2 separate regions of the Hordeum vulgare genome follow, and region 1 is linked to region 2. A link is a contact called in public Hi-C data. All regions are on one chromosome and are shown on one strand. The core of a region is the stretch at or near the end of the contact, and the rest is flanking DNA. Distances in the headings are between cores, read along the strand shown. Region 1 holds the start of LOC123440350 (salicylic acid-binding protein 2-like). Region 2 holds the start of LOC123440349 (peroxidase 56-like).

What was found. Hi-C and Micro-C count contacts between places; a contact is called where the count stands out from the background.
Region 1: a Hi-C map of leaf shows a contact between it and region 2, with 2.3 times the contacts expected there. The contact joins the promoter of LOC123440350 here to the promoter of LOC123440349 in region 2. A contact is called at or near these places in 2 of 6 Hi-C or Micro-C datasets (both in leaf).

The regions. Positions count from the first base shown.
Region 1 is chr3H:513,958,721-513,966,380 of MorexV3_pseudomolecules_assembly, reverse strand. LOC123440350 (salicylic acid-binding protein 2-like) reads right to left here and starts at 5,734. Exons shown (of 2, transcript XM_045116922.1): 1 at 5,112-5,734; 2 at 4,496-5,008. The coding sequence starts at 5,633. The coding sequence ends at 4,724.
Region 2 is chr3H:513,737,057-513,744,550 of MorexV3_pseudomolecules_assembly, reverse strand. It overlaps LOC123440349 (peroxidase 56-like), which reads left to right and starts at 2,091. Exons shown (of 3, transcript XM_045116921.1): 1 at 2,091-2,753; 2 at 2,836-3,024; 3 at 3,119-3,970. The coding sequence starts at 2,523. The coding sequence ends at 3,706.

The sequences.
Region 1 (7,660 bases), core at 4,485-6,984, 220 kb before region 2:
TCTCCCCACAAGGCCTTGGGAACGTAGTGCCGAGGAAGTCGACGCGGCCGCGACTGCTGATTTGGAGAAATGGAAGGCGGACTGCAAGAAGAAAAGAGAGCCCGAGCCCAAGCCAGTATTTTCTGATGAGCAAAAGAAGTGGGCTAAGTCATTTTTGAGCACACCGTCCCAAGCCGCGAAGAATCTGCCTGACGACTATGCACGTGAACTTCGCAGGCAGGCACTCATGTTCAAGGAGAACAAAGAGCGGGAGAAGGCCGAAAGTAAAAAAAGCGGGAAACAAGTTGCCCAGCTCGGGGAACAAAGTAAACAATCGATTGCCCCGCTTATAGTGGAAGCCGCCGGTCCGGATGCCCCCGAGATCATACAAGCTGCGGCAGCACAGGGATTGACTGCAACGAGTGCCAGAGAACAAGCGGCCAACTTAGGTATTACTCTTCGTGAACTGTTAGGCCTTGATGAGGCGCCAGTGAAGGAGGTAGTAATTACATATGTCAAGAATGGGCCTCTCGTCGAGCCTGCGCAGGAAAAGGATCTACCTCCACAAATGAAAGGTCTGCTGAAATGGTACAAGGGTTACATAAAAAATAAAAACGCCAAAGATTATATTTATGCGGAAGTTAGACATGAGCATCACTTCAAACATTACTATGTACAAATTGAACTGAGTGAATTGTTCCAGCTTTTCAATCTGCGCGATCTCGACAAATCTATCATCAGTTGCTACGTTCTGTAAGTGATTTATTTCTACCCCATCTCGTTCATATTGCCTGCACTATATATATGTCCTAACTATATTGTTGTGTCCGCTATTATACATGCAGAATGAAGATTAAGGAATGCAGAGTAAGGAACATCCATGATGTTGGGTTCATTGACCCACACATCGTTAATGTACATGTGTTGGAGCATCACCCCGCCGACATGGAGGCAGACCTGTGGCAGTTTCTTACAAAGCAGGAACTCAAAAGTGATATTCTATTTCCTTACCATTTTGGGTGAGTGTTTCTGTCTTGAGCACATTCTCTTTTGTTTACTCCATGCATGGTATGTGGCCGGCTAATCGATGAGTTATGCATGACGTACTGTGCATGTATCGTGTCCGCAGGTTCCACTGGATTCTGCTAGTAATTAAAGTTAACACCTCAGAATGTCTCGTCCAAGACTCTCTGAATATGGATCCAAAGCTTTGGGGCGGCATGAGAAGAATGCTGCAGAAGTAATTATTTTCATTCATTTGCGCTCTATATCGATCGGCCTATTTCGTTCATTTCCTAATATCAAGTAACTAATAACTCTCTTGTTCATTTAATTTTCTTTGCCTCGTAGGGTTTGGAGACGGTTCGTAGATACAAAGGTCGGTGAATTCAAAAAAGAGCTAGAATTCAAAAGGTCAAAGCCGAAGAATGCTGGGGATATTCAGCCAGCGGGGACCAATCTATGTGGATACTATGTCTGTGAGATGATCCGGAGATACACCTCTGAGCGGGTTCCGAGTGATACCAATGCTAAGAGGAATAACCTCCGGATGATGCTTAGTCCAGAAGCTCGCTTCCGACCACTTCAAGAGGAACTAGCTGGATGGTTCAGCAGGGAAGTCCTCCATCCTAAAGGAGAACACCATTACGAGGACGTAGAACTTTATATGCATTAAATTATGTATGGAAACTTGTTCAAAATTGTATATGGTCATCCGATGATATTGAATATATATTGTATATTCCTCTTGAATTCTTTTTGGTTCTAATTTCAAATTTGTTTGAAATTGTACATTCATATGCATGTATGTAGTACCGTAGAATATATGAAATTCCTTCAAAATTAAAATAAAGCACAAAAGAAATAAAACAATACAAATTAAACAGAAAACAGGTTTAGGGGGGGGGGGGGCGCGCGCTAAAACCCTAAACCTGTGGCGGCCTTTAGTCGCGGTTGGCCAGAAGAACCGCGACTAAAGGCCCGTCCACGTGGGCGCCAGCGCCCACGTGGACGGGCCTTTAGTCGCGGTTCTTAAGAAACCGCGACTAAAGGTGGGGGGCTTTAGTCGCGCTTAGTTGGTCGCGGTTGAGCAAACGCGACTAATGGCAGTTGCGAACCGCGACCAAAGGCCTTTTTTCCACCAGTGGAAGCATCATCGGTGTGAAATAGAGTGCAGTAGAAGTGTGTGAAAGATCAGACAATCTACGATTTGGCAAATCTGACCCCTTAAACACTAACGGACGTGTACGCAAGCACTGATCGATTACGTCGATTACGTCTTAAATAATGCATTCTATAATCGAATACCTTAAATTAAAACCTTTAACCTATATTATTACATGCAATGTAAACTCAATACAAGCGGACCTCGTCCGGGTTCGTCGGGATCATGTCCGACGATTGGTTGCGTCCCTCGTTGTGTCAGTTCTATCTCCGTGAAGGTTGAGTAGGACATGAGACACTAGCCGGCTCACGGGAGTCGAGCTCCTGCCATCTACCATGTCCTACTCTGCCTCGTCGGAGCCCGTAACCCGAACGGTGCCGGTGGACATTAGGTCGATGATGATCATTCCTTGGAGAAGATGACGTCCACCATGACATGGTTGCGGCGCCCGCACCCGTGCAGCATACGGGGCGTCAAAGAGTGTGACTCTGCCTCTCCAACGTTCATCGATACGAGGGCCTTCGTCGCCTCTCGTGCCCGCTGTCTCGCATGGTGGGCACGCCGCACCATGCTAACGTTCGACGACACACACATGGCGCGTCCTCGATGCGCCAATGGAGGTGTTGCGCATCCGCCACGACGTTCGGACGCCAGACGGACCGCACCATCTCCGGTGAGGCAGCGACGTCGGATCCAAGCATCGGTTGTGTCGACGCAATGGATTCCGATGTTGCGAGTCCGAGTGCCCCCGTCGGGCAGCCGCCTCCCGAGAGTGGCGGAGCGCAAGCCGGACAGCTATCTCCTCCTTAGGGTCGTTTGGGATGAGCTCGTGGTCGATGGATCTGAAGATGAAGGACTCGGATCCGTTGCCCGCCATGCCGGAGATCGCCGGAGGTGAGTTTGGATGACGGATGAGAGCGGAGGGAAGTGGAGTGAAATGATAGGGTTTGGTCCGGCGAGCGGACGAGGACGGATATATGCGAGGTCGATGCGGGTCAGCACGGGCCAGGCTGACGTGACGGGCTTATCAGGCGCCCGGACACCTCTATATCTGTCTCATATTTAGACTGAATATGAAGGGTATCGATCAAGTCCGGACGTTAAACAGATAGATCATCAAGCAACCTGCGCCACACCGGTCACAGGTTACATGCACGTGCTCACCAATATTTATCTTCAATTTTATATCTATACCTAATAATAAAGCGACTATTGCTTCCGTCGGAAAACCCATCGTGGTATTTTTATAAAAAGCCCCTGTAATTTTGGTTATTCAACCCGTGCTTCATCATTTATCTGCAACGCAAAAGGAAAAAGATTCGCTGCAAAAATTATACCCGTACGCATCGCCTCCTCCCGTCGACCCTGGGCCATCCTGGCCTGTGCCCAGGCCGCCGCCACACCACTCGCCGTCGCGGCCAACCTCAACCGCCAGCGCTGCCGATCACAACCCACCCGGCTCCGCGGCCGTACCTATCCCCGCTCACTGCCCCTGTTACGGCGCTCGAGCGCATCGCGTCGACCCTGGTCCACCCTGGCATGTGCCCAGGCCGCTGCCACACCACTCGCCGCCGCGGCCGACCTCAACCACCACTGTTGTCGATCTCAACCCACCCACCTCCGCGGCCGTACCTCTGCCCGCTTGCTGCCCCCGTTTCGGCGCTCGAGCACAACTTTTGGATCAAATCAACGCGACAGCTACAGTGACTGCGGATGGCCAGATAAGGCGAGGCGGAGCGAAGTACTTGCAGGTGGAGGCGGGCCTTCATGGCTCACACGGGGAACTCCGAGGTTATGGCGCGGCAACGACGACTCCTTATGGCCAGATAGAGGCGCCTAACCCTTGCTCCCATCATCGTATCCCCTCCTCCGGCAGGAACTCATCATCTGGTGAGATCCCCTCCCCATGCCTCCAACCGTGTGTCAAGCACTGGCAAGAAATTTTGTTTTGTGGGGATTTGTTTGCTGATGAATGAATGTATTGAATGTAAGATTGTATTGTTGTAGAGACAGAGAATGGACACCATCTTCAGTTTGTCATCTGATCTCACATTCTCTACACCATGAGTGAAATAAGATAACAGTCCATTGATCAATTCACATAGCCTCTTTGTTTTGCTTTGCTTGTCCCGCTCAATTTCTCATTATGGTGGAATCAACAATGGACGGGTTGATTTTTCAACAAAATAGGATAGGACTGACAACATTAGTTAGTTAGCTTATTATTTTAATAAATTAAAATGATTATAAAAAGATTAAAAGCGTGTGGTATTTTTTTCTCCCGTTGCAACGCACGGGCCCTTTTGCTAGTATTATAATAGCGACAAGATACATATGCACCACGATACGATGTTGAAACATCATCTGTCTGAATTTTTTTCATGAATAGAGTACAATAGAAGTCTCTGAAACATAACGAAGGGACAAACCATGAAGGTAGGTAACAACAGCGCAGTAGAAAATCACAAATGCCGACAACGACAGGGTACCAAAGGTAAACAGATGGACAGACCATCAAGGCAACGTGCGCGGCACCATCGTCAAGTAGGAGCATACGTGTTTTATTTTTCTGCGAGGAAGTCAAGCAGCATACTTGACGGCGATGTCAGCGAGACAGCGCGCCAGCTCGGTCGGCGTCGAGAGCAACGCCATGTGGTCCGCCCCGTCGATTTCCTTCACCTCATCCACGGGGTAGTTCTGCACCATCCACCGCTGGAACCCCTCGACGATGGCGTGATCGTCCTTGAACACGACGTACGCCTTGCGCACCGACCCGTAGCGGGCCTCGGTGTATGGCGGCTGCAGCCTCAGGTCGTCCACGAACATCGAGCTGACCCTCATCAGGGATCTTCCCAGCGTCAGGTCCTGCCAGCCATATGATTCCGACATACAACGTTAGAATCTCGATCGATATTCAAGCTGATTGAGTAGAATAAAATGTGCATGCGCAGGTAATAACAGTACGTACCTCCGGCGAGCACAGCTGGAAGAACTTTGCTCGCGTGACCAGCGGCCCGAACAGCATGGAAGTGGGCAGCTTGCCCTCGGGATCTTGAGGCCTAAACTCCGTGTCCATCCAGTCCAGCGTTCTCCCCTCCACGAACTTTTCAAGCACGTACGACGGCGGCGAGCTGTGGTCCGGCATGAAGGCGGAGACGAACACCGCGGCGGCGATCCTCTCCGGGAACAGCTCGCAGGCGAGGGCGACGTTCACGCCGCCGAGGCTGTGGCCGACGAGCACCACCGTCTCGCCGGGCGGGAGGGACTCGAGGAGGTCCAGCAGCGGCTTGGTGTAGTCGCGGAACGTCGGCACCTCGCGCAGAGGCGTGGGATCGACGCCCGACGCAGCCAGGTCGGGCGTGCTGACGCGGTGCCCGGCCGACCTGAGCCGCGTCGCCACCTTGAACCAGGACCAGCCGCCGAGGCATGCGCCGTGCACCAGAACGATGTGCTTGCTGCAATCTTGGCCTGCGGAAGCCTTCATGTGCATGTGTGTGGTTTGTGACTGTTTTTCTGTGCTTGAGCTAGCTGTGGCTCCGATGTCTACGCAATGGGACTCTGTGGGATTTATATAGCCGCTCTCGAAGGTTTGGATTGCCAAACTGACATGGACCGGAAGAACCAAGTGGAAGGAGTTTATGGAGCTTATTAGCTAGCGAGGATAAGCATGAATAACCATGTATGTGAAGTCAAAGGCAAAATGAAGCGAGAGGGGATCCACTTTTAAAAAAGTACTAGAAGAGATCTTAGATATGACATGTACTCCATCCGTCTCAAAATAAGTGTTGTAAATTTAGTATTTCCTCTGTTTCTAAATACAAATCTTTTTAAAAGTTTCATCAGAAGACTACATACACATCTATATAGACATATTTCAGAGTGTAGATTCATTCATTTTGCTTCGTATGTAGTCCCCTATTAATTTTTTTATAAATACTTATATTTAGGAACGGATGACGTACTAAGTTAGTATAATTTTTGTACTAAAGAAGCGACACTTATTTTGGAACGGAGGAAGTACATTGGAGATGATCTTATTTTTAGGGTCTCGATATTCACCACAAGTGCGACATATTAGACATTCACCCACACACCATGTGTGGAATACGCAGGAGGCAGCCCACACACGCCGTATGTGGGTGAGCATAAGAACTACTTACACGTACGTGTGGGCGCAGCTACTTCGCGTCACACATCCAACAAGTACTACTCATCCTCACTCCGTGCGTGTGAAATCTTCCCACATGTCCTAGCGCAGCTACGTTAGTTACCCACGTGATGACCATTTGGTTACCCCAAGGACGACAACTTTAGTTCCCCGGAAGGACAAATGTAGTTGTAAAAGTATGACAACTTTCTCTGTTTTGATTAATTATAGTTATCCGTGCGATGATACTTTAGTTATACAGGGATAGTTGTCATGTGTGTTTATCTAGTTGTCACGTGTGGTTCAACCGTAGTTTCCATGTATGGTTAATCATAGTTGCCATGTGTGTTCACCTGGATGCCACATACGCGCAACTGTAGTTGACATCTAGCAATGAATCATAATTATCATGTGTGTTTACCTAGTTGCCACATACGCGCAACTGTTGTTGTCATCTAGCAACATACGAGCATCGTGTGAGCGAAGAACAGTTTGCCCACACGTGCATGGGCTAGGTCGTGATTATATGGACAGAAACTGGTTCGCCTACACGGCGCAACTGGCAACCACGCCTTATGGGTCGTGTGAGTGAACTCTCCAACGTCCATACATACGATGATGCCTAAATGACACTGAAATTTTGACAAATTTCTTTAGAATTTGTGCAAAACAGATTCAATATGGATTGATGCATGTGGATGAAGTGTGCAAACATGCCACACATTGGGCGTTATCATTTGGGTGTTTTTAAACCAATGCACTTCCTAGTAATTATATCTAACCAATGCCACGTAGTATTATGATGTGCAATACAGTAATATCTTGCCTAATATTAACATGCATCACACGTACATAGTCGATATAAGGTAGCAACTATCAGCCTCGCATGTAGAATTTCATGCATAAGTCAGTTCAATGCGAGGGTGTCAAAATAAACTGACCCTATCCAACTTATTCTAGAAGATAACTTATTTTGATAACCAAGAGCTACACCTTTTTCATTTTTATTAACCTAGTCATGGCTCTGATACATAGTAGAATTGCAGGCACCAGCCATTTAACCCAAAACTCATGCTAATAGAAAAAGGAGGATTGCACACTTATACATCAACATCGAGCAATGAAGAGGTTGCGGGGCGCACCATCGACCCGTTTGGGAGAGAGAAAAAAGCCAGCTCCGCGATTTTTATATAATATCTTTATTTTTCAAGGGTGTTTGTTGCATTTGTCTAGTTAATAGGACAACATGTTTTTCAACGAAAAAATATAATAACATTTATATTTCCATGCAAAGTTAGTACATATAATTGATGCTCACAAACTACGCTACAAACAATACAAGTTTAGTAATTATTTGGAGATGTGCTTTT
Region 2 (7,494 bases), core at 842-3,341:
AATAACTAAAGTTGTCATCAAAAAACATTAGGACGGAATTGCTTCGTGTCACACGTGCGGGATGTGGATGAGTAGCTGTTGTTGGACCGGCGTGTGGGCACTAATATCTGCGTTCGGACGTGTGGACAGTGTATTTGCCACATATGATCTTGTGGGGTCACTCTCTAAGGGTGTGTTCGATTTGAGGATAAGGTGTCATCGGATGGGTTGATTCATTCCCATGCAGCCCATCCTCGTGTTCGGTTGCGTTTGTATCCAGAACCGGATTGTCCGCATGCAGTGTATATTCCCTCCAGATGCTTCATATAGCGATGCGTGGGAATCGGTGGAACGGCCTCGTTATTAATCGATTCAACGCAAAAAAATGAAAAGAAACCAATGCCTCACCGCTCTCACCCCTCATGCCCCGAACCCTATCCCTCACCTCTTGTTCTTTCCTCCCAGTCGCCACTCTCCCTCTCTCTCGCATCTGGAGACAATTTTCCTCCCAACGGATCACAACGGGTCACAAATCTAATGTGGCCTTCTTAAATACCCCAATTGAGCACTACCACGCCATGGAGACAATTTCCCTGCAAAAAAGTGCTACAAGGAAGACTGCAAGGTCTGCTAATGATGACCTTTCCATTGAAATAGAAGATGATGACAATAGTAAGGTGAACATGTCACCAAATGTTGGTGAGTCCTCAAATCCCAATGAACCAGCAAAAGTGAAGGCTAAGGTGGTGAAAATAAGGATGATCCGTTGATGACAACTCTTCAAGATGGGTTCAAACTTGTAGCTGCAGCTCTTGTGAAGTCTGGTGGAGATGATGATACTATACCTGATGACCTTTGGGAAGTTGTCTCCGACACTATTGGATTTGCTGAAGGATACCTTGCTCACTACTATGCCCATCTTGTGGACAATCCCAAGATAGCAAGAGCTTTCATGTCGCTCGGGGAGTCTAACCGGTTGATTTGGGTGGGTAGGTATGTGACAACGAACTTCACATGAAGCATTTATTCGTATGGACTAGCGTGAGATGATGAACTTTGCATTATGAACTTGTATTGAACTTCAATTAAGAGAGATTTTGGATGACTAGTATGTGAACCATATGTATGGATTGTAATGAACAATATTTCTTTTCGATGATGACCTTGTGATATTGTTGCATCTTATGATATTTGTATTGAAAATCTGTTACATAATGTTATATATTTGTTTGACTTGTGATCATATACTATTAAATTGCTTGTTCAAAATACAAAGAAAATGTTGCCAAAATTTTGAATTATATGTTGTCCAAATGTAGAGAGATATATGAGCATATTAGAAGTAATCTCACCATTCATATGGAGAGGTGAGTGGAATGAGATTCTTCTCATTTCATCTCCCAACCCAAACACATGGATAAAATCAACCCATGTCATTTTTTATGTCCAACCGAACACAAGAATGAAATCAACTCATGCATCCGGAATGGAACCATGACATTTCATGCCTTTTGATCCTCAAACCGAACACACCCTAATATAACCGGACGAGGCGTATGATTGGATGTTCATTGTGACACAACACGTGTGATGAATATCAGGGTCCATAAACTAAGGAACAAATCAAGTATGGTGGCCGACTGATTTTACAATCGGGTTCTGTTAAACACAGTACTTTGACCTTGACAAGTTCTAGCTTGCGTAAACGACGATGACCGGCAGGTGGAGTAGCTTACCACCAGGAAGCTTATGCCTGTGCACAGCCTGTCCTCCCCCGTGCTACACGCCAGCAATCCCTGGTCAGCACAGCCATCAGAGACCAGTTAAGACGTACTAGGCGCCTGAATATTTGTTCATTTGGTCAGCTCATTTCCCATTACATGCTTGCATGTCTCTACAAATGCATCGGTCGGTTCATTTTGTCAGCTAATATTACCTTCACAGAGTAGTAATCCGTACTGGCGTGTTCACAAATGTGAGGCTCTGCTCGTCTGGTAGTCGGCCGAGGTGTGTGAACAGCGCGCGTTGACAAGTGCAAAAGCCAAAAGCCCCCATCCCACGACCGCCGTCCAGACGGGGAGCCTATCTGCTCGGCGCACTCGCGCCGCCTGGTCCAGTCCAGTCTCATGTGCCGCGTGAAACGAGGGGGATTTTTGTTCCGTTCTGCTTGCATATTCCCCGCCTTTGCGCGTAGCCTCCACCACCCCGTTCCCATTCCCGTTCCCAGCCAGCCAGCCAGCCAGACAGCCATTGTCTGCCTCAGTTTTTAACTAACTTGCGAATTCCGAGCTTCTCGACAGCGATCTTCAACCTACCCGTGCCTCTCCAACTCTTTCTTTTTCCTCGCCATTCCGGGTGTTTTCAATTCATGCGCGGGCGGTCGACGCCGGCCAGCAAATTTAATCTTCTTCCCCTACCGCGAGTTCCCTGCTGACCCCGAAACCGAGATAGTTTCAACGTTTCTTGGCCTTGGGCTGCTTCCCCTCGCCACGACCAAGCAACCTCGTCCACGACCTGCGGCTCTTCTCCTCCGGTCCGGCCGGATGGCATTGGACGTGCTCCTCAGGCTGCTGGTCCTCGCGGCCGTCGTGAGCGCCATGCTGGTGCCGGGCCACGCAGATCCCGCCGGCGCCGGGCTCGCCGTCGGGTTCTACGACAAGACTTGCCCGGCCGCGGAGGAGCTGGTGCTCGAGGAGATGCGGCACATCGTCCACGAGGACAGGACCCTCGGCCCGGCGCTGCTCCGGCTTCTCTTCCACGACTGCTTCGTCAGGGTGCGTCCTGCGCTGCTTTTCCTTGCCGTGCCCGAGCTGTGTAAATGTGTTTCGCTTAACCGGCCGGATGCGTGATCTGCAGGGGTGCGACGGGTCGATCATGCTGAAATCGAGGAGCAAGAAGGGGGAGAGAGACGCCATGCCGATGAGCTACAGCCTCCGCGGCTTCGACGAGGTCGAGAGGATCAAGGCCAAGCTGGAGGACGAGTGCCCGCTCACCGTGTCGTGCGCAGACATCATCATCATGGCCGCGCGGGACGCCGTGTACCTGGTAATTTAACAATCCCCCACTTTCATCGGCTCCATGGATTTTGTGACGCTTTGCTTCTAGTTCTAGCTGACCAAACACCGCCTCCTTGTTCCAGACCAACGGGCCACGGTTCCCGGTGGAGACCGGACGCCGGGACGGCAAGGTGTCGACATGCTACGACGCCGAGAACGACCTGGCGCCGCCGAACGCCAACATTGTGGACCTAAAGACCTACTTCAGCGTGAAGAACCTGTCGTGGAAGGACCTCGTGGTGCTGTCAGGGAGCCACACGATCGGGAGGGCGCAGTGCGCCGCGTTCGCGCCGGACCGGCTCTACAACAACAGCGGCAAAGGGGTGCAGGACCCGACGCTGGACAAGGCGTACGCCCCGGAGCTGCGGGAGAGGTGCGAGCCAGGCAACAAGAAGGACGAAACGCTGGTGGACATGGACCCCAAGAGCCCCTACGAGTTCGACCTCAGCTACTACCGGGACTTGTACAGCAACAGGGCCCTGTTCGTCTCCGACCAGGCGCTGCTCGACGACAAGTGGACGAGAGACTACGTGGCGAGGATGGCGGCGGCGGAGTCGACGGAGGAGTACTTCAGGGACTACGCCGCCGCCATGATCAACATGGGCAGGATGGAGGTGCTCACCGGAGCCGACGGGGAGATCAGGAAAATCTGCAGCGCGTACGTTGACTAATCGAGCCGGCGGTTGGTCGATGCGAGTTGGTGCAAGTGCCTCCATCGGTCGTCATGTGGACGGGGTCACGACGGCCGGCGTGGCCGCCAGCCGCAAGGCACTTGCATTATTCTAGGGGTGGTTAGAGAATTGACACCGCCACGCGGCGAATCTTCCTGTGTTTGTATGTAAAAAGTCGTCTCTTTGTTCTTTACACCGAATGCCCTTTGAGATTTAGCGAGCTGTAATTATATTTTTTTTGAGTCAATTACACTGGTCGTGTTAGAACTGGACGCAAAGGATCAATTTGGTGATAGAAGTTGTAGCATATATAGAACAAGTGCAATAACTTGGCTCAAATGTACAAATACGATGCAAATCCTGATTATGTACATCCAAACCGCTGACTAGGCATGCCAGCGTGGCGTGGGATCCGTCGTCAATGACTCGATGGCAAGGAGGCGACATGTGACCAGTATTTTACGAAAATCACCTTGAGTTTTTTTAAATCACAAAAAGGCTCCTGATGTTCTTTGGTGCGGTCGAATCTCATTTACTTTTTTGAATTTATTAAGAAAAATAGTGCTCCGCGCCACGAACCAGCGACCTCTAACTAGCATATAGATGGTCCTAGCCACCCCACCTGTAATGCATTCATTCAACATTCGTTCAACATTTAAAATACTATATATAAAGAACTACAATGTTTTTATAATAACAAATATGAATATTCGTAATTTATAATTTATAATCAAAATATTTGTATAATACAATTATATACATACAAATAAAAATGTTTATATAATTAAAAAATCAATAATTATACACACAAAATTTTCAAATCAGTTGAAACTATACACAAGTGGATATTTAGGAAATGTTTGTATTCATCATTTTGTATAATTTACATATAAGCTGCAAGTGTATATTTTTTGTATTTAAATATTTAAACATTTTTATTTAAGAAAAATTGAAATGGCTGTATTTACTAAATATTTTTATATAATACATGGGTGCACATTTAAATGTTTTTATTTACTAATCACCGTTTTTATGTGTACTATTTATATCCATACAAATATATATATTTATAACACATATATATTTGAACATTATTTTTCCCATATGTTTTACAAATATCTTAAAAAAACTAGTGCGTGCAAAATGGACGGCACTATATGCAACCCATTTAAGCCTCACATGTGTTGAGTTTATACTACATGAAGACGAGTCATCGATATTGTGCAAACTAGTGTGAGTGGTGGAGTGGTTAACTTTGGCAGCATTCCACCTGTTGGTTGCGAGTTCGCCCCGTTGAGGCTGTCTTATTCCCGTTTAGTATTTCCATACTGATAGTTGGGCCTCATGTGTCATACAAGCGGGAAAAATAAAATGCCTTCTTACGAGTTCATGGTGTTTTTTATGAAAAATGAAAAAAATCAAGGGGGTTTTCACAAAAAAGGCCACACGCATTCCTTCCTTCCTATCAATCGCTTATAGCAGGCTCCACGCCACGCTAACGCACCAAATCACCCTTATTTTCGTATCAAACGTGATTTGCACCGTATTTACATGTCTGAGCCAAGTTGTTGCACCAGTTCAATATATGCCACAAGTTCTAGCACCAAACTGATCGTTTGAGCCAAGTTCTACCACCATCGGTGTAATTACTCTATATTTTTCCTTGATTAACTAGTCATTTGCAGAAAGTATGAATACATTGCTAAGATTATTTCAAGCACAGCCCTCGATAGCTTAATTTAAGGGAGAAATTATCTTTTGAGGGATTAAGTGATACCTAATAGATCCCTCAAATATTCGGTTTGTTAAAAATAAAGATTTTGATTTCTCAAAACACAACCTCCTAGTCTAATTTTCTCTATGAAAGCCACTTCTCGGTAAAAATAAGAGATGAACACTGCCACATGTAGGCCGTGGCCACTCCCGCCACCACCTACCTCGGCGCCCACCACCTGTGGCGCCTTCCCTCAAGCCCCGCCTTCCTCCCACCATCGTCTTTGATGAGATCCTGGTGGAATTATTTTCTAAAAAAATTCCTCTTCTCTGTCATCTCCGACCGCGACGACACTTCTCCTCTACGTCCCGGCCCGGCAGTGCTCGATCTTGTCATTCCCAGCAAAAAGCAAACCGGGAGATCTTGGATTCGAATGCACTACCCTCCATGTTAAAGAAGGATGGAGTTCGCACGACAGGAGCTTGGGGATGGAGGGAAGTGGAGTAGTTAGGGTTTGATCCAGAGAGCATGTAGGGATGAAAATATGTGGGCTCGAGGTAAACCATAGTTGGCTGAATTCGACGTAACGGGGGCGTCTAAACGTCCCATATCAACCTTACATATGAGCTAGATGTGAGGGTTGCCGATAATCCCAAAATTTTGGGTTAGGCCTAGGATAGCCGATTGAGTTTCCTTTCTGTGCCTCGACAAACCACCTGAACGTTTGGGATGGATATTAAGCGTTCGATTGTAGATGTCAATAGGTCAAGCAGTGCAAGCTTATTTAGAACAAGTACTTGACTAAGAGAATCTATATTTGTGAAAGTGTGTTATATCGATTAGAGGGGGGGGGGGGGTGAATAGGCGATTTTTACAATTTCATCACCGAGGAAATTCCTAGTGAGGAAAGTCCTCAGTTATGAACTGAGTGCAGCGGAAATAGTACTTAGTCAGAAACGCAAAAACGTCTACAGCAAAATACTCAGCGTGAATTAAGAGAACCGGTTTGCACATGTCACAACTACAAGATGAGCAGGTAAAGAATAACTCAGGTGAAGAATTTGGGGTGAGTAATTCAGAGAAAGTCTTCAGTCAAATTCTTCAAAGAGTACATATGAAAGTCTTCAACATGCAATTGAGGAAATGTAACAAATTGAGGAAATAGAACGAGTAGGTCGATGAAGACAGTTGTTGATGACCCAGTTCCAACTGCTGTGACAGTTCTACGTCTCATTTGGAGCGACTTGGTATTAAAACCAAAGGACACAAAGTCCCGGGACACACAGTGCCTACCGTATTCTCCTTGAGATAAGGACACACAGTCCTCGCCCAACACTAATGGTAAGTCTTTAGGACAAACTTCCAAACCCTCACAAACTCAGTCACCCGGCGATCCAGAATTGATTACTGGATGCTCAAGACCATGACGCCTAGCTGTCTGGAGGATGCACAGTCCTGAAAGGTAACAAACATCGGTTCCACACAGGAATAACTTCTTCAGTGATGCTCAATCACTTCGGTTTTGGTTTGGGTTTGGGTGTTTGGGGTATTTCCTCACTTGATGATTTTCACTCAAAGGCTTTGAGGATTTTGGGTGGCTCTAAATGACAAGTGTCTGTTTCTCTCGGAGTAGCCAACCAGCTACTGGGAGCATCCCGTCATGATTTGACATAAATGACCTTACTGATAAGTTATGGGGGCGGCTATTTATATCCTAGGAGCATCTCGCCATGATTTTACATAAATGACCTTAATGATATGACCGTTGGGGGGATAAGTTATGGGACAGGTGGCGCGTGGCGCGACAACGGTCGGAACTTTCAACTGTGAAAGTCCTCATGTCTATCATGTTCCTCACCTTGAGGATTTGGTAGGTGTAGGTTTGGGTTGAGAATCATGAGGAAATTCTTTCCATAGTTTTACCTCAACCCCCTTTAACAGTACGGTGTTCCTATGACTCAAGAATGAAGAAACTGAAACAAAAAGAGTAAATCTTCAGGCTTCAAAATCTTCAGAGTCAAATATTCCTCATGAAGATTTCCTCATCTCAATGTCTTCATGAGGAATATCATTT